2 separate regions of the Mus musculus genome follow, and region 1 is linked to region 2. The links are chromatin contacts, called in public promoter capture Hi-C maps. All regions are on one chromosome and are shown on one strand. Each heading gives the region's core, a stretch centred on a gene start, on an enhancer-like site or on the middle of the called end of the contact. The rest is flanking DNA. Distances are from core to core; before and after follow the strand shown.

Evidence for each region. Promoter capture Hi-C pulls out the DNA fragments that hold promoters and counts their contacts.
Region 1: a contact with region 2 is called in a promoter capture Hi-C map of pre-B cells, with 11 times the contacts expected there. The contact joins the enhancer-like site here to the promoter of Pde7a in region 2. A contact is called at or near these places in 3 of 39 promoter capture datasets (the C10 cell line, cranial neural crest and pre-B cells) and 3 of 115 datasets of contacts at active chromatin or transcription factors (double positive thymocytes, large pre-B cells and thymic regulatory T cells).

The regions. Positions count from the first base shown.
Region 1 is chr3:21,982,142-21,988,313 of GRCm38.p6, forward strand. No RefSeq gene overlaps it. Among named protein-coding and RNA genes, the nearest start is that of Gm31813, 21 kb to the left of the region's middle. Within about 2 kb of position 4,895, at least 164 of the 459 cell types and tissues checked have an H3K27ac peak or open chromatin away from gene starts, as enhancers often do. A contact at or near this core is called in double positive thymocytes, pre-B cells and thymic regulatory T cells, where this site is marked.
Region 2 is chr3:19,308,912-19,314,807 of GRCm38.p6, forward strand. It overlaps Pde7a (phosphodiesterase 7A), which reads right to left and starts at 2,411. Exons shown (of 13, transcript NM_001122759.2): 1 at 1,953-2,411. The coding sequence starts at 2,090.

The DNA.
Region 1 (6,172 bases), core at 3,645-6,144, 2.7 Mb after region 2:
TTCCACCCTATGTACATATTCTTTATGACAAAACACACACACACACACACACACACACACACACCTGGTTCCATTTCTCTGGAGAATTTTGATTCATAAACTTAAAAAAATTTTAAAAAGGGAGGGGTTGGTAAGGAAAAAAAAATCAAACTGACCTCATGGGTCTCCTTAATAACATACAATGATTGAGCCTTGGAGAAACATACACAAAATTTTAATGAAAAGAAACAGTGACTCCGGAGCATTTAGTAAGGACATCATTCTAGAATGATGACAAGCATGGATCTTTTCAAAATAAAGGAATCAGAGAACAAGGGCCATGTGACCTCCTGGGAAAATAGGACAGTGAAACTTAAGCAGGTGAGAGAGAAAACATAAGAAAGATGAAAGCAGCTGAGCGTGAAGCCTGGCAGAGAGCTTGAGACACAGGGAAGTTACACTACCATGGTAGAGATTACAATCACAAGAGCTGAGCACTGTCAATAGGGGCAGCTTGAACAGAGTAATTATGGAGCTTGGTGGTGGAATGCTCGTCTAGTTAGTGAAATGGACAAAGCCCCGAGTTCTAGCTCCAGCATTTCAAAAATCAGGAATGGCAGAACTCTCTGTGATCCCAGATATGGAAGATGAGGTGGGAGGACAAGAAGTTCAAGGTCACCCTCAACTACCCGGAGGGTTTGAGGCAAGTCTGAGATAGGTGAAATCCAGATTCAAAGGAAAAGAAAGAAAAGGAGGAGAGGGTGTTAAAGTCAAAATCTTTTTTTTCCCATTTTTTATTAGGTATTTAGCTCATTTACATTTCCAATGCTATACCAAAAGTCCCCCATACCCACCCCCCCCCACTCCCCTGCCCACCCACTCACCCTTTTTGGCCCTGGCGTTCCCCTGTACTGGGGCATATAAAGTTTGCACGTCCAATGGGCCTCTCTTTGCAGTGATGGCCGACTAGTGTCCCCCAGGGCTCTTTCTGCTAAGGCTGGGTTCCCCTCGCAGTGGTACTGTCTTTGAAAGGTGGCGCCTCAGGGACAGTCTTCAGGCCATGCAGGCTTGCCCTGGCAGAGGATTGTGGGACCGCAGTCCCTTCTTCCTCTTTCTGCTTTTGCTCTGGCTCTTGAGGTGACTACCCCCAAAACCTAAAGCAATGAGACAGCCAGAGCGAGAGAAGCAGACTCCAAAAGTAGGATCTAAATTAAGATCCCAGACATTTGTCCCAGCAAGTTGAAGATAATGCAAGAACACAACTCGCAACAAATGGGGGAGTAGCAGTAGGGGCTGTGACATACCTCCATTCTCTGTTATCTAAAATTGAAGAAAATACCTCTACCTCTAAGTGTTTCTCACAACCTTTCATATAACATTGAAGAGCTTCTGTAGAAAGTACTTCTAATGGAGAAATTGCTTTTCTTCTTCATGTGTACTTGTATAAATTTATAGGTATGGTGAGATATTTTGACAGATCCAGACAGTTGCTAATGATCAAGTCAGTGTAATTAGCACACCCTGAGTCAAAGACAAAACGAGCTTTTGAAACTCCGTACTTTTGATTTTTTTTTTTCAATGTACTTCATTTGATTTTTCTTTAAATTCAGTGGTTTTGTTATCTTGGTAATTTTTCCTCCTTTTGGGATAGTGTCTCATGAAGCCTTATGTAGCTAAAGATGACTGAACTTCTGATCTTCCTGTGTGAACCTTCAGAGTGCTAGGATTACAGGCATGCACACCATGTGTGGTATACGTAGTGCTGAAGATCAAACACAGACCTTTGTATGTGCCAGGCAAGTATTCTATCAACTGTGGCAGAACATTTGTATCATAATACCATTTTTATATAGTCCATCTATTTAAATATCTAGCTGGAAAGATTCAAGTCAGCAGTAACTATGCAATTTCTGGTGATTCCATTCTAAGTAAATAATAAATGAAGCTTATTTTCTCATTACTACTTGACTAAAGAATTTGGGTGACTTTCAAAAACATCCAAGCAAGGCTGGCAAGGTGATTTGTTGTACAACAGCGCTTCCAATACCCAGAGCCCACGTGGCAGAAAGAGGCAGCAGAGGTCCCTTGACCTCTGCTCAGGTGCTCCAGCCAACAAGAGCCTCCCCACCCCCTGCTGTTCCAAACACACACTGAATAAAGAAATGTTAAGCAAAATAAAACAACTTTGCAGTTCTTAATGGAAGGAACAGCTTTCCTTTTTTCCCCATTATTAACCTTTTTAGTTACCCTACAAAATAGTAAGTTTCATTAAGCAGTTTCTTTCTTAAAACACAGCAGGAGTCATCTGAAAGATCCTAGCAGGAGTGGAGATGTAACACATGCTCTTTAACTTGTTTGGTTAAAATAAATTTCAGCTTCTAAAAATACTGTGTTCTTCCCCAGCTAGCTTCTTGCCATTTAAAATTTGACACAGTGCTTACCAAAGATGACTCAAAATTCAGTTATTCTTATTTCCTGCATTCTTGATTTCCATACAGAGCTGCAGAATCTTTCCAAGGAAAAAAAAGTGGACCTTCCACCCACTCCTACTTTCCCCTGGTAAAACTGCCCTGGCTGCAGTTTACCTTCAAGGTAAACCAGGGAAATGACCCAGACACTGCCTTTCAGGGAGCAGGATTCCAACATGTGAGTAGTGGTAGCAGGTACTCCTGATTTTAAATAATGCCTCTCAAGAGGCCCAATGGCTAAGAGCTCCTGCTTTGCAAGAATGAAAACCTGAGATCAAATCTCCAACATGCAAGTAAAAAGCCAGGCATGGCTGGCTGCTCTCTTGTATACCCTCAGCTTTGCACGGTAGAGACAGGCAGATTCTGAAAGTTCATTGGCCAGGCAACTCCAACTAAATGCTAATCTTCTGGTTCAGTGGGAGACAGTGTCTCAAGGAACTGAAACCATCAGAGAAAGACATACTATACTCTTCTCTGGCCTCTGCATAAGGACACACACACACACACACACACACACGACAGAGAGTGAATAATGATTCTGGTATTGTGGCTATGTAACACCATTGCTTTTTTGCTGATTCTAGGGGAATAAGACTACTGGATGTGAAATGTGTTAAGATTTAAACAGGCAACATATGTAAATAAATTGACACAGATTAAGTCTTAAGGAATCCATAGTTAATAGTGTTTTCAAAACAATTAACGATGCTACTCAACCACAATGAGATCATATCCTGATAAGCCCCTCAGTAGATGAAAATATCACTTAACACCCATCACCTACTGGACAAACCAGCTAAGCAACCATGCTGGAGAGTATTGGTTGCTCACATTTGTGATCCCAGGCTGACCACAAACTGAGAGTACGGTGCCACTGCCCACTGTAAGTCATACCCCAAGAGGAAGATCAAAGCTCAACAACCCAAAAGAAATAAAAAAAAAATCACTAAAGCCAACCACTTTAGCTGTCAACATAAAATAGTTTCATTAGTTGGAAAGTAAAAAACAAAACAAAACAGAACAAAAACCTGGAGAATGAACCAAATTGGAGAACATTCTAGAAATCTCTCCAGAGTCTGCTTTTCCGATGTGTATGGAATCTGTGTTGGTTTTCGTTGTTGTTATTTGCCTTGGTTTTTAGTTTAGTGAGTATTACCTAGGCCTAGATGACCCTTCTAATTACATAGTTGAGGAGAACCAAGAACACTGATTCTTCTTCCTCTACCTCCAAAATTAGAGGATCACAAGAATGTGTTACAGTTCCTTACTTACATGGTGCCGAGACAGATGCCAGCGCTTCGTGAATGCAAAGCAAGCACTCTACAACTGAGTTATATGCCCCGTCCCAGCACTTAAGTTACTGAGGCAGCATATAAGGCCTCTCCAAAGATTCCAAGAGTGGTGTAGAAACCTCTGAGGGTTTTTGTCCTATCCACAGCTAGACAACTAGACACTCTGCTCATCACCCAGGGTATCAGCTTGGAAGCCTGGGTCTGGATTAACTTTTATGAGCCCTACTGTTGATCCTACTGGGAGAGAATAGGACCATTATCCCAATTTTTGAGCCAAAATTAAAGTAAGTTTTATTAAATGCTGGCCAAGACTATGGACTCTACCCAGATCCATACTCAGGATTCCCAGAAAACGGCCTCACACTGTGCTAATCTGGTGATTATAAAGGCACAACCTACAAGGCTGTGTATTTGCTGCCTTGGGGGTAAGCATACATCCTGCCTATGTACTTCCTGGTCCATGTGATTAAGGACATCCTGAGAAGTTGAAGCAACCAACCTTGTTTACAGAAGTGAAAACATTTTCATGGCTTGTTATCTTGCATGAATAGTAGCCCCCAGAATCCAGGAAGTTATCTGTCCGTGGGCAGAGAAAGTTATCTGCATTATAGGTTAGAGACATTTTTGTTTTATAGATCCCTTCAGCACAGGAATTAAAACTTAAAATATAACTTTAGCCCTCACAGTTGGAGTATATCATTTACCAAGCTGTAAAGGGCAATTAGGTTGTCTGATTTCACAAGACCAGGTTCACCGGATGGTGTCCAGCTTCCCCTGGTGAATGAGTGACCAGAACGAAAGCACTCTTCACCTCTGCTGAACTTGGATCCTTGAAGGTGGGGCTGACTAGAGTTACCAGGCTGTACAATGCTGTCTGGCCACATCTTGGAGCTGGGCACATTTCTCGTCCTCCCCTCAGGGAGGGGTTTATAGTACAGGCAGTTTTTTCAAAGAGGAACATTTCCTTAAACAGGACACCTTAGGCTTATCTGTTGTAGGAGAACAATTAACACAAGCTTTGTGAAGATCTGCAATTGAGAAAACACTGAGTTCCAAGCCAAGTCCAGTCACTTACACTGGCAGAGTCCATTCTCAGAGTCATCAGAGGTACGGGGTGTTCTCTAGGACTTGGTCCTGGTCCTGAGTTAGCACAGAGGCAAATAGTCCTTGCCTAAGAGTTGATGTTCCAGGAAAAAGTAGATGTGTGGTTGCCAGGATGACTATCTCCAACTCAGCTGGGTTTATTTTCGTCTGCCATTTTAAGAAGATGTTGGCTCAGGGGACAGACACATTCTGTACCAAGCCAACAGGTACCCTGCCAAAAATTCTGTGTCAAAAGCTGATGATGAGGGCTGAGGGATGTATGTCAGTTGGCAGAGTACTTGTCGAATGAGCACAAAGACCTAGGATCAATCCCCAGCACTGTGTAAAGGGATTGTGGTGGCACATATCTGCAAGGTCATCCTAAACTATATAGAAATATCAAAGGAAACCAGACAACTTGAGACCCTGATTTAAAACAAGGGAAAGGACTGAATAAAATAAATAGCCTCTGATATTTGGGCATTTAAATTTGTTGTTGTTGTATTTTTCCTGATTTCAGAACTCTTGCTGGAACAATCTCTACATTATGGTTGACTGTAGAAAGAGCTTCCAAGTTAGCGAGCTGAACCTCCTACAGATGAGGGTTAGAGGAGTAAGTATCTCCTCAGGAACTAATGCACGTGATTATGGGGCCTTACTAAATCTAAACTTCTCGGGTCAGCATCAGTCTTTAGTAAGACCTTCAGCTGACTAGACGGAACCCACCATGTCATAAAAAGTATTCTTGCTGCACAAAGAATCCATTGGTTTTCATGTTAATCTCACCCAAAGATGTTACAGAAACATCTAAAATAATGCTTGACTGAATATGCAGCCCCATAGCCCAGCCAAGTTGAGATGCAGAATGACTCACGCTGGTTTCTAAACACCTGCCAGTCTCCTACAGCCTCTGACACCATTAACCACAAAGGGGAGGGGGGGGGGAGGTTTTCTCTTTCCCTTACCCATCTCACTGTTAGTCTAGACTCACTACCAAAACCAGACATGAATATTGGGCTCTTACTGTGAAAGCAGAAGGTGCAGAGAAAGTTCCCTTCACACAGTTGATCAATAGCATTAGAAGTAACAAGAAATGAGAAAATTCACATGGTCCAAGTCGTCAGGCTCCTAACACACACAGCATGCTCTGCTCGGGGCCTTCCCTAGCCTACACACTTGCCTGGAAGGCAACAACTCCTTTTCAGTTCCTTGAGCTGTGGCTTTTCTTCCCCAAATCTTCTCTCATGTTCCTTTCCTCCAGGGAGGGTGGTTGTGACATCTGCACACAGAGACGCCGTGGGAGGCAACAGCTTCGTCCGTTGGAGTTTAAAGTCTAACGCAAACCCTGAG
Region 2 (5,896 bases), core at 1,161-3,660:
CGATTTACTACTAAGTGATACTAAGTGATGGTAACCCATGTCAGCTCGAGTGAGGTACCCTGTTATGTTCACCAGGAAAAAGGTATGTATTCACTAAGAAAAGTTCTGTCTCAGCCTAAGGAGTTCCCACATACTCTCTTGGAGATCTGGAAGTTGTTTATAAGTTTTAAAAGCTAGTAAAATCGGTGTAATTCTATAGAATTTGTGGTTTGTTGCCACAGTCACAGTTTTAAAATTCCACTACCCATTTAATCTTAGTCTAGGGGTGGGCAAAGAAAACTGAAGCTTAAATTGTTTTTTGTGTGGTAATTAAGATACTAGGTAAAGCTCTTGGGGTCAGTTTTGTTTTCAATCCCTTGATCTTCCCTCTCAGGAAGCAGGGACATGTAACACATATTTCATAACTTTAGATAAAGTGTGCCTTACTATTTATATGTAAGTGAAAGTGGGTGTTCGTCATGTCTGCTGATCTCAGGAAGAAAACAGTATTTAGAAATGAAAGTTACTTCCATTAAAGACCTTTAATTACTATTATTGAAAACCTTCTCCTGAGTGCTTTAATATATTTTGATATTATTCTGGAACTTTAAAACGTGTTAAGCAATAATAAAAAATACAGTTCACAAACTACACTTCAAAGTAACAAAAGTATTATTTGAAATTCCACTTAGTATTTTACACTGAATTCTTTAGCATACTACCTTGTATCAGAAGAGTCTGACCTTAAATAAAGAAGAACTCTTTGAAAGGAAACTCACACAGAACCTCCTGCTCTATCTTGCAGGCCAAAAAGGAAAAAGAAAAAAAGGCAAATGACAAATAGAATTTACTGGCGATCTACTATAAGCAAAATCTCTAAAAGATGCTGTCCATTCTAACTGTCTTTAAAATTTCCTTTCTTATAATACAATATAATTGAAGGGAGAAACAGTGTGCTATAAAGGGTAAAGAAATACTAAGCAATAGAAAAAAATAAGAATACTTTATTTTACGAAATGAATACGGGACCTAGGGCAATGGCTCAGGCCTGGTACTTGGAAGTCTGAAGCAGGAAGATCATGAGTTAAAGGCAAGACTGAACAATTTAGAAAGGCCCTGCCATAAACAAGCACACAAATAAACGAATGAATGGATGGATGGATGGATGGATGAATGGCTGAGGCTCACTGATTGGAGTCTAGACCAGCAAATGTAAGCACACTCCTCCAGTACCCGTCCCAAAAGTAATCTCATAAACACAGAACTTCTGGCAGCAGGCAATGAGGGCACCAGGTTCATATGTAAACAAAGTAAAATTCTTCCTCTTTATTCTAAATCTGGCAACCAAATTTAACCCAACTAAAGAGCTGAGCCAAGGACGTCACAGAAAAAAATTTTTTTTTTTTTAATGTTCAACAGCAACTGGTGTTGGGCCATCGGAAACAAAGTCCTTTGTGAATGCTCATCAGTGGTTTCTGAACTAAAGCCGCCTTTATCAAGCGAGAAAACTGATTGGAAACCATCAACTTTGCACACTAGTTCCTGACACCTAGGCCCCTTCCCTACAAAGCAGCAGTTCGCAGTTCGGGTGAGGACCACAATGGGACCACTAGGCCTATTGTTCTGAGAAACTCAGCACCCGCAGCGCTGCAAGGCTCGAGAACCTGCACAGGTGTGGGGGAGGGCTAGGGGGTGGGGGGCGAAAAGGTGAGCTCAGGGTCATGACTAAGGGGACAAGAGGCCCAACTGGTAGGAGACACAGAGAAAGGAGGGGAGGATAAAGTCATGGCTTGGGGCTACCAGCGGGCGTGACGGGTTAGCCGCGGCGAGGGTCGCAGAGGCCAGGGGCACCGAGCACAGCCGAGGGTGAAAGACTCCGGGAAGGGGAGGCCAGCCTACCGAGGCGGGAACAATGGCCCGAGTCCCTCCAGAAGACAAAAGCACCGAGCTGCGGGCCCCGGGGCGGCGGTTACCTGCGAGAGCTGCCGGGGATGCGGGCAGCCGAAGAGCGCGGAGCTGGAGCTGAAGCTGATGGCTCCTCGGCGGCTGAGGACGTGCTGGGGGACCGGCCTGTCCAGGGGCAGCACCGGCAGCTGGTAGCATACTTCCATTGAACACGTCCGCCTTGGATCCGCGCGGCGCCCGCCAGTCCGCGGTCGCCCGCCCCTGCGCTACGAGGGGGCCGCGCCGCGGGGACCCGGGGCCGAGGCGCGCGCGGGGCGGGCGGCGCTAGTGGCCGCCGACGCCTCCCGGCCCTCCGCGCGGCTGGCGGCGGGAAGGGCTGCAGCGGGCTCGGGAAGCCGGGCGGGCGGCGTTAAAGGGGAACCCGCCGCCCAGGCGCTCCGCGGCGCGAGAGCTGGCCCGGGCCGCGAGCACGGGCGCGGAGCGTAGAGCAGTTCGGCCGCCGGAGCCCTGCCCCCTCCCCTCCCCCGAGCCTCACTCCGCTCCGCCGCCGGCGCGAGCCCGGCGTAATTCACACTTTGCAGCAGCGGACCCTGCGCCAACCACGGCCGCCGCCACCGTGACGTCACGACGCCGCGCCGCATGCCCCGCGCCCCGCGCCGCCGCCGCGCCCAGGAGCCCGCCGGCTGTCCGGACAGGGCTGCTCGCGTCCGCTGCGCTAGGCGCCGCGCCGCGCCGCGCCGCGCCCCGCGCCCCCCCGGCCCCTCCCGCCTCCCCGCAGCTCCCTCCCCGCAACCCGCGGCGCGTGCGCAGGAGAGTTACGTGGGGCATCCTCGGGCGCACCGACCCGGAGTTTGTTCGGCCTACCGGATCGGCGCTGTTTCGTCCGACAGATCCAAAATGCCCAGAGCACCGGGCGCCCTCTCCGTGCTCCGCCCGTCGGGGCACCGCGCGCGTCCCCTGTGGAATTCCCGTACTAGGGCGTCGCGGGAGGCCGCTGCGGCGGTGACGCCAGCAGATCTCGGGGGCTCAGTGCTCCCGCTATGTCACCGTCCGTGCCCTACCTAGGCAAGGTTCCAGTGGCTTCCCTTGGCAAGTGAGGCCCCAGACTTTCGGGGCCTGCAGAGCAGAAAAAGACCAAAAACTCCCGAGCGAGAAGGAGGGTCTTTGGATGGAGAAAAGTGAAATTCTGCAACCAAGAAAATGAGAAATGACGATATTGGGAAGACAAAGATGACAAAGAGACCAAAAGTTCCCCTAGCCAACCATCGCCCTTCTTTGTTAGTGTTTGCTGGCTAGGATGTAAGAGAGCTTTTCACCTGTTTTGGTAAGGTGAGGATATAATTTGCTTGTTCTTTTAAGTTTCTGCCCCAAACTGCCAAAGCTTTTCTGCAGGAGCCGACTGTTTCTGATGCTTTGAGCATCAGATACTTTTAGCATGAACGAGCTCCACACCCCCACCCCCACCCCCGCCCCCTGGCAAAATAGATTTGGATCATTTCTCAGGGCATCTAGTCTCCCAGTTATTTAAGATTGGCAAGGTGGCAGGTCTTAGAAGAAGTACAGTGCTGAGCCTGGGCTTAATGATGCTATAAATTGAGTACCGAGTGTACATGATCAGATAAACGGACAAAGGTGGAAGGTGTATTCTTTTATTATTTAAACCTCGTGCCCCTGTGTATTTTCTACATGCCAGGTCTTCATCATGTTTTACGATCCGTTCTGTGTCATGGAATTTGCCTTCACTAGATGAAGAAGCACTAATGAGATTCTTTTAGTGCAGCAACTGATCTCACTGCTTTTGAAATCCTAATTAGTCCCTGTAGTAGATGTGTTAAGCATCTCACTTGGGATTACACCGAGCACTGTGGGCCACTTAGTCTTCAGAAAGTCGTTTATCAGCTGACTAAATTGGAAGTAGATTCCTAGAAACAAACTTGCCCTACACCTAGGACAGATAAATCTCAAGAACTAACCTCAAGTGATATGTACGGACATGGTGGTACAAACCTGTAATCGCTGCCTTTGGAAAGCTAGGGCAACACGATGAAGAGTTGAGAGTTAAAGATAAGCTCAAGTATCATAGTGAGTTCAAAACCAGGCAGACTACATAGTGAGATTCTATCTCAAACAACAACAACAAATTTGAGTACCTCTACACAAAGTTGATACTGGTAAAATTTCATTGAGTAAAATATACCACATTTAGTAATATCCAAATATTTGATTAATTAAATAATAAGACTCACTACTAAATAGGCAACTAAACAGTACATTTCCAGTAAGGTCTATTTCAGGGTCCTTGTTTGAGCCAAGAGCCCTGGCAGGTATTTTATATACAGTATTTTTACCCAACACATAGTAATTTGATCTTATTTATACAAATGAGCAGTCCCTTTCCAAAACTAAGTCACTTCCTTAGTAAACGCTGGTCTGACTTGAGAGCCATGTCTTCCACCATAGCATGCAGTATTATGTTTTCTGTATTGTTGGGAAGGCATTAGGGTGCATCAGAGGAACTCCAGAAAGGGTGAGGGGAGATGTTAAAGAGAGATTTCAAGAGATTGGCTCAAGATTGCTAAAGCTGATGTCTAGAGAGTAGATGGACAGACAGACAGTAATAGTGGACTTTGCATTCTGGGATCTGAAACTGATAAGAGAAAACTGCCAGGCTGAAAAGATAGGCAGGATTTCTTTCTATGCTGGAGTCTTCAGAAAGAAAGTGCAAATCTTCACTCTTAAACCCTTTAACAGAATAGACAAGGCCCAGCCACTTTGAAGAGGGTAATCTGCTTAACATCTAGAGATTAAGTGTTGCCAGCATCTTGACCTATGTTGGGCCAAACAACTGGATGTTACAGCCTAACCAACATGGCACAAAATGAACCACCACAGAGAGAAACTTTAAACTTAAGTAATGAAAGAAATCCCTTTACCTAAAGCAACAAAAAATAAAGAAATAGAAAAGAAAATCAAGATCCATACAAAGGATGCTTTTATACTTTTATATGCTAGTATGTTTTATACTATACTATACTATAATGTAGTGGAATACACAAGACTTGGATGTTTAACAAGAATGTCCTCTGAATATACAGACTTACAGCACTTTAACATGACCATGGAACATAACATAGTCCAGTGTATTTTAAACAAGATGATTCTAAAACTGCCCAAAGAAGATGGTTACTTAGTACAGTGCTATGAAATAGCAAAGTATGAATATGGATCAAAGAAGCAGAATCACTAAAAGTGGTGCAAAAAGGATTTATTGTAGAGATGTGTTACTATACCAGGCTTTCTGATGGAGAAGCTGGTGTGGTAAGGTTAGGAAGGAATGATTACAGGCTTATAGAAAAGCCACTAAAGTGGCAGCAGGGAGGGGACCTAGTAAAGAGGTTTATGAAAGCCTTCAGCTTCAATGTCTGGTAGTGAGTGTGAAGTCACTAGGCAGCTGCAAAGAAGTCAGAGGCTTGGACAAGTTGTGATCTATGAGAAGAAAATTGGAACCCTTGTTGTTTCCTCACTGTGTCTCACCCCAGTGACCCAGAAGATGCTCGTGCTGTTAGCTAAGGAGCTAGCCCTGGACACAGAGAATAGAGATGCTTCAGGCCTGGGGTACTACTCCTTACCATGAGGCAAGTTGACAGAACAAGACATTTGCACAATGTCTACAATGTTCTATAGACCTTCCACATATAATGACTTCATATCCACCTTTCAAATCTTGCAAGTCTTTGCTATGGGTAGCTGAAACCAGAGCCATAAAAATGGGGCATGGGGGATGGGGAAGAAGGCAACGTCTGGGAAATGCAGACCTAGTTAGCAAAATTGATTATCAGGGCAGAATCACTCCAGATCTATCCATGTCACCCTGACATCCATGATCACTTAAGCATTTCATACTTCTTCCTGGAATATGTAGCTTTCTCTTGTACAGCTCTAGCCAGATCATTCCCTATCCAAAAGAGATTATAAGGTCTTTGAGTTACATTCATTCCTACATGTGGCAAAT